Regions from separate parts of the Mus musculus genome. Here region 1 is linked to region 2. The links are chromatin contacts, called in public Hi-C maps. All regions are on one chromosome and are shown on one strand. The core of a region is the stretch at or near the end of the contact, and the rest is flanking DNA. Distances in the headings are between cores, read along the strand shown. Region 1 has its middle 52 kb from the start of Gm24471. Region 2 overlaps Mrps27 (mitochondrial ribosomal protein S27).

What was found. Hi-C and Micro-C count contacts between places; a contact is called where the count stands out from the background.
Region 1: a Hi-C map of cerebellum shows a contact between it and region 2, with 2.0 times the contacts expected there. The contact joins two enhancer-like sites. A contact is called at or near these places in 1 of 15 datasets of contacts at CTCF or cohesin (pro-B cells), 2 of 484 Hi-C or Micro-C datasets (cerebellum and granulosa cells) and 3 of 115 datasets of contacts at active chromatin or transcription factors (T-cell acute lymphoblastic leukemia, astrocytes and embryonic stem cells).

The regions. Positions count from the first base shown.
Region 1 is chr13:99,638,199-99,643,462 of GRCm38.p6, reverse strand. No RefSeq gene overlaps it. Among named protein-coding and RNA genes, the nearest start is that of Gm24471, 52 kb to the left of the region's middle. Within about 2 kb of position 1,557, at least 45 of the 459 cell types and tissues checked have an H3K27ac peak or open chromatin away from gene starts, as enhancers often do. A contact at or near this core is called in cerebellum, where this site is marked.
Region 2 is chr13:99,365,626-99,370,989 of GRCm38.p6, reverse strand. All of the region lies in intron 4 of Mrps27 (mitochondrial ribosomal protein S27), which reads right to left. Among named protein-coding and RNA genes, the nearest start is that of Mrps27, 24 kb to the right of the region's middle. Within about 2 kb of position 1,694, at least 13 of the 459 cell types and tissues checked have an H3K27ac peak or open chromatin away from gene starts, as enhancers often do. A contact at or near this core is called in cerebellum, where this site is marked.

The DNA of each region.
Region 1 (5,264 bases), core at 308-2,807, 270 kb before region 2:
CGAGAGGAGGGCAGAGATTTGAACATTAAGTTCATGTTCTCTTTCTCCCTCTTTGCTTCCCTCCCTCTCTCTCCTTCCCTCTTCCCGTCCCCCTCCAGTTCAGTATACTGTTTTTCACTCAGGCTAATCCCCTGATGATAAGCTAATCACTCAGAAAGGTGTTTTCACTGTGCCCTCCCCACTGGGTCCCTTGTCTCTCCCCTGCAGCTCCCACATATGTGTGTATGTGTCTGAGTGTGTGTCCCTGTGTCCTTTCCTTCTCCACTAAGATCAAAGATTTTTCATAGCAATGACTATTGATTTTATATCTCCTAACCCAAACGCTTAAAGTGCCTGACTCGTGGAGGGGATTCCATAAATATCAGCTGCAACTATACAGCCAGCTAATGGCTGGTAACTGGAGCAGACAGGAGCGTGTTTCCTACAAGGACCCTGCACAGACAAAGGCACAAAGGCACAAGAAACCCAGTGGCGAGGGCACAGTGAAAATGCCTTCCTAAGTGGTTAGCTTATCACCAGGGGCAGCTTAGCCACTGTGAAAAATAAAGTCTATTCAATAGGTGTAATTGCTGTTCACCCCTGTCAACAGCTGGAGTCCCGGTGTCCACACCTTGCCTCACAGCACACAGGCCAGTTTAAATGCCTAAAATACCATGTTAATCTTCCAGAAACTTCTTTATGATGAGATAGAGCCGGGATAAAATTGTGTTAATCTTTAAAACAAGGACAGATGGCAAATTGATACCACTAGGAAGCAATCAGAGGACATAGCACTGGTTGGTAATGTCTAGCAGACAACAGATGCTGCATTCAAGTTTACAGAGAGAAACAAGAAGCAACAGGAAGATCTAACATGCTCCTTTGCTGCAGAGCTCTGGACTCTCCCGGGGAGTCAGGGAAGCAGAAGGCAATGGCAGTTCAACCAATTGTTCTGGGATGCTGGGATCACTCCCTTCTTAAAGCAGAAGAAAATGTAACCAGAGCCGGCCCTTGGGATTGGCCCATGTGACCCAGGCCAGGCAGAGCTCTTGGCGACAGTGTCCCTGATTCTTGGCTTCAAGGTTGTCCACAGTGATTCACATCAGCTTTCTCCTCTACGGACATTTGGTCACTATATAATATATTCCTACTGTGGGTTAAAAGAATCGCCATCCCTCTCTTCTTCCCAGTTCACGGCCCATCTTCCCTCTTCAGTGAGCCTCAACCTCTCTTATTCCAAACACACTGTTGATTTTCAGTAGCTCAGCTCAGAATGAAAGAAAATGTGCTGTGTGGCCAGGGACTTTACACCAGGGTACTGCACCACTCGGCTCTATAGAGATGCTTTCTAAATCAAGCCAGAGTGTTCCCCGGCCTCTGGAACACATCTTTCTGTAGGATAGAGTGCACCTCCTTCCATAGAACCGCAGACGAGAAAGCAGCCATCTTCCACTCGCTGCCTCCAGGCCTCCTGAGGACCCTGATTGTGCCGCTCTGAAGTCTGTTGGCTACAGAGAGGCAGGAAACTGTGGCTCACGCGGAGCATGCTGGGACACTGATGGCTGGGTGGCCCGTGGAGAAACAGGCACCCCGTCAACTCCATCTGTGCGGAACAGTATGTGAGCCCAGCTTGCCCAGGCAGTCTCTGATGAAATGTGAACGCACAGAATTTGGAAGTGTGCCTTACGGTTAATAGCAAATATGTCCTCATCTTGGACAGATGTAAAGGATAAGGTTAATAAAATGTGCTGAGAAAGGAACTCTCTCCAGACCAGCAAACAACAACAACAACAAACCCAAAAAAACGATGGCGATGCACGGCTGGCGCTGGAAGGGAGAGATCGCTGCAATCCAGAGCTGCTGGAAATGTAAACGGAACCACCGCTTTCTTGTAAAAGCTGTTACATTGGAAAGGACACACTTGCTCAGACATGCCCTAGTGAAGGCAGCACATTCCAAACATATCTACGTGTAACTTAGTTTAGTCTCTTCATAGTTTTCTCTAACATCTGAAACGATGTATATAGAGTAAGTTGGAGTCTGCTTCTTTTTATATAAGACTTATGTAGCTCTATCACCACACTATAGTTTACATACACTAGCGTTATCATATACTGTCATCCACTGGCATAGGCTAGCATACTAGTATATACTAATACACACTTATATAGTTCATGCGTACTAATAGTCATTGTTTTTAAGTACACAGTTTGAAGAGTTTTAGAAAAACATATACGTTTTGCAGCCATCCCCATAATTCAGTTCTGAAATACTTCCGTTGTCCTGAAAGACCATAGACAACGAGAGCTACATCTCCTTGTAAGATCCAGTCTATCAACTGCACCCTTTGACGGTACAATGCATTCCCAGTGAGTGCAATAGAAATTACGTTGGATTTATGTGAAGGTTTGCTTTGGTCTCTTCTCTATAACTTTGCTTCATACTACATAAACATCTTTATCGCGCTCTTTTAATTCTTCTTCTATCTCTGAAATATTTTTGGTGTTTACTCTAGAGATTAAACTATGCATTTTTGAATAATTTCTTATATGTATGAATGAGCTTTCGTGTGGTGTGTGTGCATACACACATACCTGTGCGTACATGTGGAGGCCAGAGGAAGCTTCCCTCTCGCCTTGGTCACTTGAGGCAGAGTCTCTCACTGAGCCTGGAACTTGTATGGTTTTTACAGGTTGGGAGCCTATAAACGCCAGTGATTTTTCTATCTCTGTACTCTCCTCAAGTATTAGGTTTATGGGAATGTACAAAACAAAACAAAAACCAGCCCTGATTTGTTACATGGATGCTACAACCTGAGCTCAGGTCTTCGTGGTTATGTAGCAAGCCATCCTAAAATATGTATCTTTATGTTATCATATTCTAAGTCAATATTGATGCATTTTTAATGTGTCGATGCAATATTCTGAAAATATATCTTATATTCCAAGAGAGCAGATCTTTTGTTGGACCTCACAGCCGGAGTTAATAATATACCCTGAAGCCACTTAAGACTTAAGGCTGCCATCCTCCTGTGTACTCAAACTGTTTGTTTAACCTGCCTTTAAGAGGACAATGGAACAGCCAACCTTACTTGCCTTGAAATTCCCATAGAGTTAACTTTTACAACTGAGGCTAATGCACAGCTGTACTCTTAAGTTATGTACTCTTCCATGCCCCTGACCCAGAACAATGCACGTATATCATTTGCTGAAAGGCAGCAAACACAGAAAGTTGAAAGAAATGCCCTAAAATCTACTATAAATGTTGGAAGCAACCATTTATGGATATTGGTTGAAAAACAATGTTACTTGTTAACTGGGTTGTCAAGGGTCAGTTGGAGACACTGACTGAATCCCTCACAAAACTCTGCTAAAGATGGTTGTACGGTGTCCCATTCCTCTCCCTGTGTGATGCTTTCTGTGCTGTTGAATAAATGCAGAGCAAAGCCCTTTGTTAGAGACAGACACACACAACCACAGAGACAGACATACAGCTCATATAACACACAGACACACATACATACACACACACAGAGAAACAGGCACACATAATGGCAGACATGCACACACACAGTGACAAACAGGTTCACCAGACAGCCTTCAAGCAGACACAGATTCAGACTCCTACAATAGACAGACAAGGAGACAAGACCCAAGGAGCATGAAGCAGATAATTCAAATCTAGACTCACACTTGGTTAAAGGACTCCAAAGGGAGTGCTTTTATTTCTTTCCTTAATGCAACACCAGTGCATTACTGGTGACTCGGAGTTAATCGCTAATGTATATAATCTGTGCATTTAACATGCCTCAGTGCGTGCTTTTGTGCTATTGTGTCATGGGTGCTATCCTTTCAGCCAGATGGCTTCCGTGGACATTTCTCATATCACAGGCCTGTCAGCATCGACTTCATGCTTTGCTGGTTTCAAGATATCTGTTTTAATTTTCATTTTGTTTTTTTGAAGAATAATCTCACTATAGAATTTTTAGAGCATTTTTGCGCTCTGTCCAGTGTTCTTTAGACTCCAGTCATGACATTGCTGTCACCATTTTCTGCTTGCAAGGTTTCCTCCCTGTCTTTGGCTTTGAGCAGCTTGGATGAGCTACATCTGGCCAGGGTTATCTTTTTGCCTATGTTACTGAGATGTGTTGACAGTTGTGGATCAGAAATTTAAAGTTTCTTCAAGGTTGGTGGGGGGAGTGGCTCTGTTATTATTTGTTCCGATGTATTTCTGCCTCTTGACTGTTCTGAAATTCTAAAAATGTAAAATTGAAATATTTCATATTCCACTACACATTTATATCAATTTTTCTTCTATCCTTTTTTTCTGTGTTCTTTGAATTTATTTTCAAGTTCACAGGTTTTTTTTTCCTTTACAGGCTTAAATTTGCTGCCAAAGCCACACATTAAAATTTTCATTTTAGTCAGTGTGATGAGTATTTTTTTTTCAACTTAAGGCAAGCTAGAGTCATCTGAGAAGACTGAATCTCAACTGAGAAAATGCCCCTTTAAGATGGGCCTTTAGGCAAGCCTATAGGGTTTTGGTTTGGGGGTTTGGTTTTGGTTAATGTTTGACCATTGTGGTTGGTGCTACCTCTGTGGAGTATATTTTTAAAGACCACACTATGAATGCAGGGAGGAACAAGCAGTAAGTAACTGAGAAGAAGGAAGATCTCTGCTCCTGAGACCTTGCTTGTATTCCTGCCTTGGCTTCTCTCAACCAGGACTTAAAAACTGTAATAAACGTTCTTCCCCAAGTTGTTTTGCTCAGTGGTAATTTATCACAGAAATAAAAACCTAATTAAGAGAGAAGGTGGTACCAGGAGTTGGGTATTGCTTTGACAGACATGACCAGATTGTTTTGGGGAGCATTGTGAAAAGAATTTGAAACTTTATGCTGGAAGAGTCGTTGAATGCTTAAAGCTCCATGACCTTGGAGACTCGTGAGAGCAACGTGGACAACAGAAGCCTGGTTTGTGAAGATTCAGTGGGAAGTTAGGTGTTGATTTAAGACTGTCAGGGCCATTATGTGGGACACATCTATAGTCCTAGTACTGAGGAGGGTGAGGCTAGGCTACATGGCAAAACCCTGTCTCAAAAAAGTAAAATTAAAAAATAAAAATAATTAGGTGCTTTATTTTTAAGACATTTCAGTATTAGAGTATGTATATATATATATATATATATATATACATATACATATACATATACATATACATATATATACGTATTTATACACACACATATATATTTCATTCATTATTAGCAGCATATTTCCTTTACTTG
Region 2 (5,364 bases), core at 445-2,944:
AAAACAAACAAAACTTTAAAAAACAAAGCAAGCAAGCAAACAAACAAACAAAAAGCCCTTAACTATTTATAAACATAACTCTAGAACCTAAAATTATAAAATTCTCAAGTAAAATATCAGAGAAAATTATCTATGGTGTTCAGTTGGTAGAGATGTCTTAGAAGACACCAAAACCAACAACAACAAATCCAGGAAGAACTGGATTTCCATCAAAGGTAAAACCTCACTTTTGAAAAATAAAGTAAGTGAATGAAAATATAATACTCAGAAAAAGAGTTTTCAAATTCAGTAAAAAGAAACCAACCACCAAGACGGCAGAAAATCTGAACATTTGTCAAAGGACAATCATAAGGCAATTGCAAGTTTAAACCAAAATCAAAACACATCAATTTAGCTTAATGTGTCAGATGAAGTGCAGAGGAATGAGAGTCCGCTGGGATTATAAAATGGGCTGAGTACTTTGTAACAACTATCAAGTTCTTTAAAAGTTAAATATATCAGAGCTGGAGAGATGGCTCAGCGGTTAAGAGCACTGTGTTCTTCCAGAAGTCCTGAGTTCAATTCCCAGCAACCACATGGTGGCTCACAACCATCTGTAATGGGATCGGATGCCCTCTTCTGGTGTGTCTGGCGACAGCTACAGTGTACTTATATACATAAAATACATCTTTTTAAAAATCTTAAACATGTATCTTCTATATGTTCCAGCAACTCTACTACAAATTTACCCCAGAGAAAGAAAGGACACTATACAAAGATGGACACACAGGTGTTCTTAGTAGCTGGACTGCTATGGCTGCTAGAGCAGAGCCCTCATGGGTGCCAAGTCATCTCCCCATTGTAATAGAGATGGTGGCAATCACGCAGACCACTCCGGGAATGGTAAGCCACAGCTAGGCGAGTATATGAGCTGTATTCCTGTTACAGCTCCAGGCTAAAAGATCAGGGGGGAGAAGAGTAGACTCAGGAGTAGTAGAGGCCAATGCTCTCGCTCTTCTCACCAAGCCCTCATGAGCATCTGGTGAGGCATGAACCAAGTTGGCCCATTTGCTCTTGTCTAGTACAGAGCGCTGACTATAGTTAAGAGTCTTCCCAGGCTTTCGGTGAGGATGGGTAAATAAAGACAGCCACAGCAGCAGCCGGGTTAGAGCGCTGTCCCTGAAAGTAGTTAAGGGAACTGTTCCTGAAAACACTCTAGGAACTGTTTGCTGCCCTTTGACCTTTAGACATAAAAAAAAAAAAAAAAAGTTGGAGTTTCATAGAGACCAAACAATATGGGTTGGTTTGGGTTTTTTTGTTTGTTTTTTGTTTTGAGACAGGGTGACAGGGTTTGTCTGTATAGCCCTGGCTGTCCTGGAACTCACTCTGTAGACCAGGCTAGCCTCGAACTACCCGGCTCCAAGCAATATGTTAACAGAAAAATTTAAGATAGTTGTTGAACAAAATCTCTAAGACCTCAAAAAGCTATTCCTGTGCAAGCCTGCATGCAGCTCACTCCTAAGGAGCCCTGACTTTCCCTCTCCCCGCTGGCACAAACATCTGTACAACTCCACCTTCCAAGGATCCGCCACAGTATTTATGAACACTGAAAAATGAAGCGATTTTGGTCCTTCGGTGGGCTGCCAAGCTAGGACCTGGAGACACACAGGCTGCCATCTGTCCCTTCCCAGCTGCTCCCGACCTGTCATCCGTCTCCACCCAGGGACTCCTGTTATCTAAGCAACGATGAAGGACGCCTGAGGCCGCGATACAGCAGCCTCCCTCTCATTACTGGGTGGCACGTTGCTCTCCGTGACCACACAGAGGTCCAATTCTGAGACAAGGATCCTCTCCTGGAGCTCTGCAGCCTTTTCTATAGTGACAGCAGATTCAACATTCTCCATGCTGCTCTCCAGAAACCACAGGCCACTTTAGAACTGTAAGCTCTCAGTAGAGAATCTGTTGTATAATTGGAGATTCCTGTCACCCTTCAGGAATGACTGTTAATGCTGCAGATTAAATAACCACTTATGATCACTGATGCTTCTAAGTAACGGGAACAAGTTTCATTTCACCACCACAGTCCCCCAAACGATGCAGAAGCCTAAGTGAGCTTTTGCAAATATCCTCACTAAAGAGGTCACCAAAAAGGAGGGCAGAAGTGTCACGGCTAGAGCTGCATGCTGTTAGCGTAGCCATCAAATGCTAACATGGGAACATCAAAAGCTCACTGTCACAATACAGATAGTGGCTTTTGTCGATGGCGTGTTTTTTCCTATGGCATGTACATCTGTAGTTTTGTCTCCTAAAAATGGAGACACATTCGGCCTCCATGTTCACTTCTCTAAGTGTGGACGGTAAGCATGGAGGGGGTATGTGTCCAGCTCAGAACCCGATTAGCAGGCCCAGGAAAGGTGGTCTCCAAAATGGAAAAGGCATGTTCACTGTATGAAACTTTATGGGCGCTCATCAGTGTTCCAAAGGAGATAAAGAACACTACAGTTCTCAGAATAAACAGTGGAGTAGTCCACAGACTCCCAACGCTCCAGGCACTTCCTTTTATCTGTAATCCTAACTTCCCCATCACTCTGCACTCTGTATCACACTCTTGAATCCTTCTCCCACAGTTCCCTTAAGAGCAGTTATACCCCAGCCTGGTCCTTCACGATAGGCTTGCTCTGGGAGACCTGCTCAGGACAGGCAGCACCTTGCCCTCTCACACCTTGCTCACCGCTTAGGCAATCTCAGTCTTAGACTGTCAGTCAAACAGAGCCACAAAGCTCACGCTTACGAACCCTGTAGGTGACAGACAGTAAAAGCGGGAAGCCTTTTCCCTCTCAAAAGGCAGCAAAACAGTAAGTCGGCAACACAAATCCTCTGCCCAGAAGAAAAAGAAAAGGTTTGTAGCTTTTAGTTATTTTGAAAATGAGCAGAAGGTACGAAAGTTCTTAAGACAGAACAATAAATGTCCTCCCTCTATACTGACCGCTGACCGCCTTTGTGTCAGCTGCTGTTGGCTGACTATCCCTGTATCTTCACCTGCTGATGCGGCTGCAGCTGCTGCCTCACCTCACCACACACTGGGCACTGATGGTGCCAAAATAAAGCAGAAATGTCCCCACCCACCCCACCCCGCCCCCGCCCTATTCTCCAGAGAGTGGCGTGGGGCCTGAAGAATCTTCTTACACCTCAGCTCCAGGGGACTCCCAGTACCTAACCTCTCATTTGGAGGACAGAGTACCTATCGGCCACACACTTGGCCTCCTTCCCAGGGCAAGCTGGCATAAGGAAAGAGCGCGTTTGCATTACGGAACTCAGAGACAGACTGCTTCAGGGGGGCTGGGAAGGAAGCAGGAAGACCAGGCAAAAGAGCCTACTGCTCACAGGCCTGCCTCATAGGGGCCCTGGAGCTTTTGTCATCCTGAGCTCCTGGAGGGGGCCTGTGGATCCCCTCTCCAGACTGGTTTTTCCCAAGTGAAACCAATTACACCGAAAGACAAGTATCAAGATACTAAGAAGTTCCGGATAAGGCAGTCCGCGCTGCGTCCTCAGTGCAGCAGACCCAGAGCAGAAGCAGTCTAACTACTGGCCGCTGTGAACGCAGTTGTAAGGGAGCTGCTACAAATGAAAAGAATCAAGGATTTTAATTGGTGTGAACGACAAATGATGCAAATAGTACAGGCATCTGTCATTTATACTCACAACAGAAGAAAATGCTAGGCATTACTGAGATGCTAAAATGTCATTTTTTATGCTTTCCCAACTTGCAGATCTCTATAAATATTCTTTGCAGACTCCAACATAAAAAGCAGATGGAGGCATGAGCTCTCTGGCAGAGGCAAAGGGCCTGTGGAAGCCCAGTTGGACCTCTCCCTCTCTCTGGTCCTCATCTTCCTCCAGTCAGGCCCCAGGCTTCTCAGAGGGGCTGCAGACCACTCCCAGAGAGAACATATTACACCCTTGAAGAGCAAGCCAAACCACACCCATGCATCAGGTCTGTCTCAGGTCCCTCTTCCTGGGTCAGTTTCTCTTTTGAATGCCTTACTTCAGCTGAAGCTTCAGTTACAACCCCACAGCTGGTGCTCTGAGTCAGCCGGCTTTCCAAGTGCTTGCTGACGGACTCCTGGGCTCAGTTTTAACCTTCCCTCTGACTGAGTCACCTTTATCCTTACTTTTTGAATTCTCCCTTCAGATGTAGAGAATCACAGTTTCCAGATTTTTGTCAACGGACTGACTGCCTTAAACACCCGCAGTTTACTGTGGTAACTAGATCATTCTTTTCCTTCATGTTTCATTTTGTATCACAAAGAGTGGATCCCAGTGTGGGCGGCTCCCAGAGAGTAGTGCATAGCCCCCACACATATGTCCCTTCAGCTGTCTCCAAAGCAGCCTTCCTATAGAGATCCCTGGCACCCTGAGATACTGCATGCCCACACTTTCCTGTCTGTGATGTCTAGAGACTTCATGTGTACTCCTGGGAAGAGATGAGAAGGTGCTATGTGCCACAAGTCCTAGGAACTGCAGGAGCTTGAGAGCTACCCATGCCCAGACCCACAGCACCAAGTCCATCAGCCTTCTCCTGGACAGTTAAACTACGGTGGTGGCTACAGGCTGTGACAGGGAAGGAGGGAAGCCTATGCCATGGTAGCAATCAGAATTACTCTGAGTCAGTGGTCACCTTCCTAATACCGTTCCTCATGCTGTGGTGACCTCCAACTATAGAATTATTTTCACTGCTACTTCATAACTGCAATTCTGCTGTTATGAATCGTAATGTAAATATCTGTGTTTAAAAATGGTCTTAGGTGGCCCCCGTGAAAGGGTCATTTGATCCCCAAAAGGCTAGAGGTGGAATTGCTCAGGGAGTAAGAAATGCTGCAGGCAGGACAGCCAGGAGTTGAAGGCTCTCTATGATGAAGACGTTGCTTGATATTCCTTAATGGTAGGCCTGTGTTTTTAAGGTCACTCTGAGGTCAAAAGTCACTCTGTAAGGATGTGAGCCACAATAACAACAGAAGGCCTAACTAGTGGAAGTTTCTCAAAGACCAGGTCTCTGATGGCCCAGCTTAACCCCCGACTTCAGATACTCCAGAGAAACTCCAAGGTGCACGCCTCTAATCTCAGCACTCGGGAGGCAGGGTCAGGCAGATTTCAGAGTTTGAGGCCAGCCTGGTCTACAGAGTGAGTTCCAGGACAGCCAGGGCTATACAGAGAAACCCTGTCTCGAAAAACCAAAAGAAAAAAAAAAAGAGTAACGCTCTAACTCTTCATTCTTATAAGCCTTTCCTGAGGCCTTAACATGTTTTGTATATTCCTCTTAGGCTGGGAAGCAGGGTCATTTAGACAATAAGTATATCATTATCACTATCCTTGCATGGCTTACCT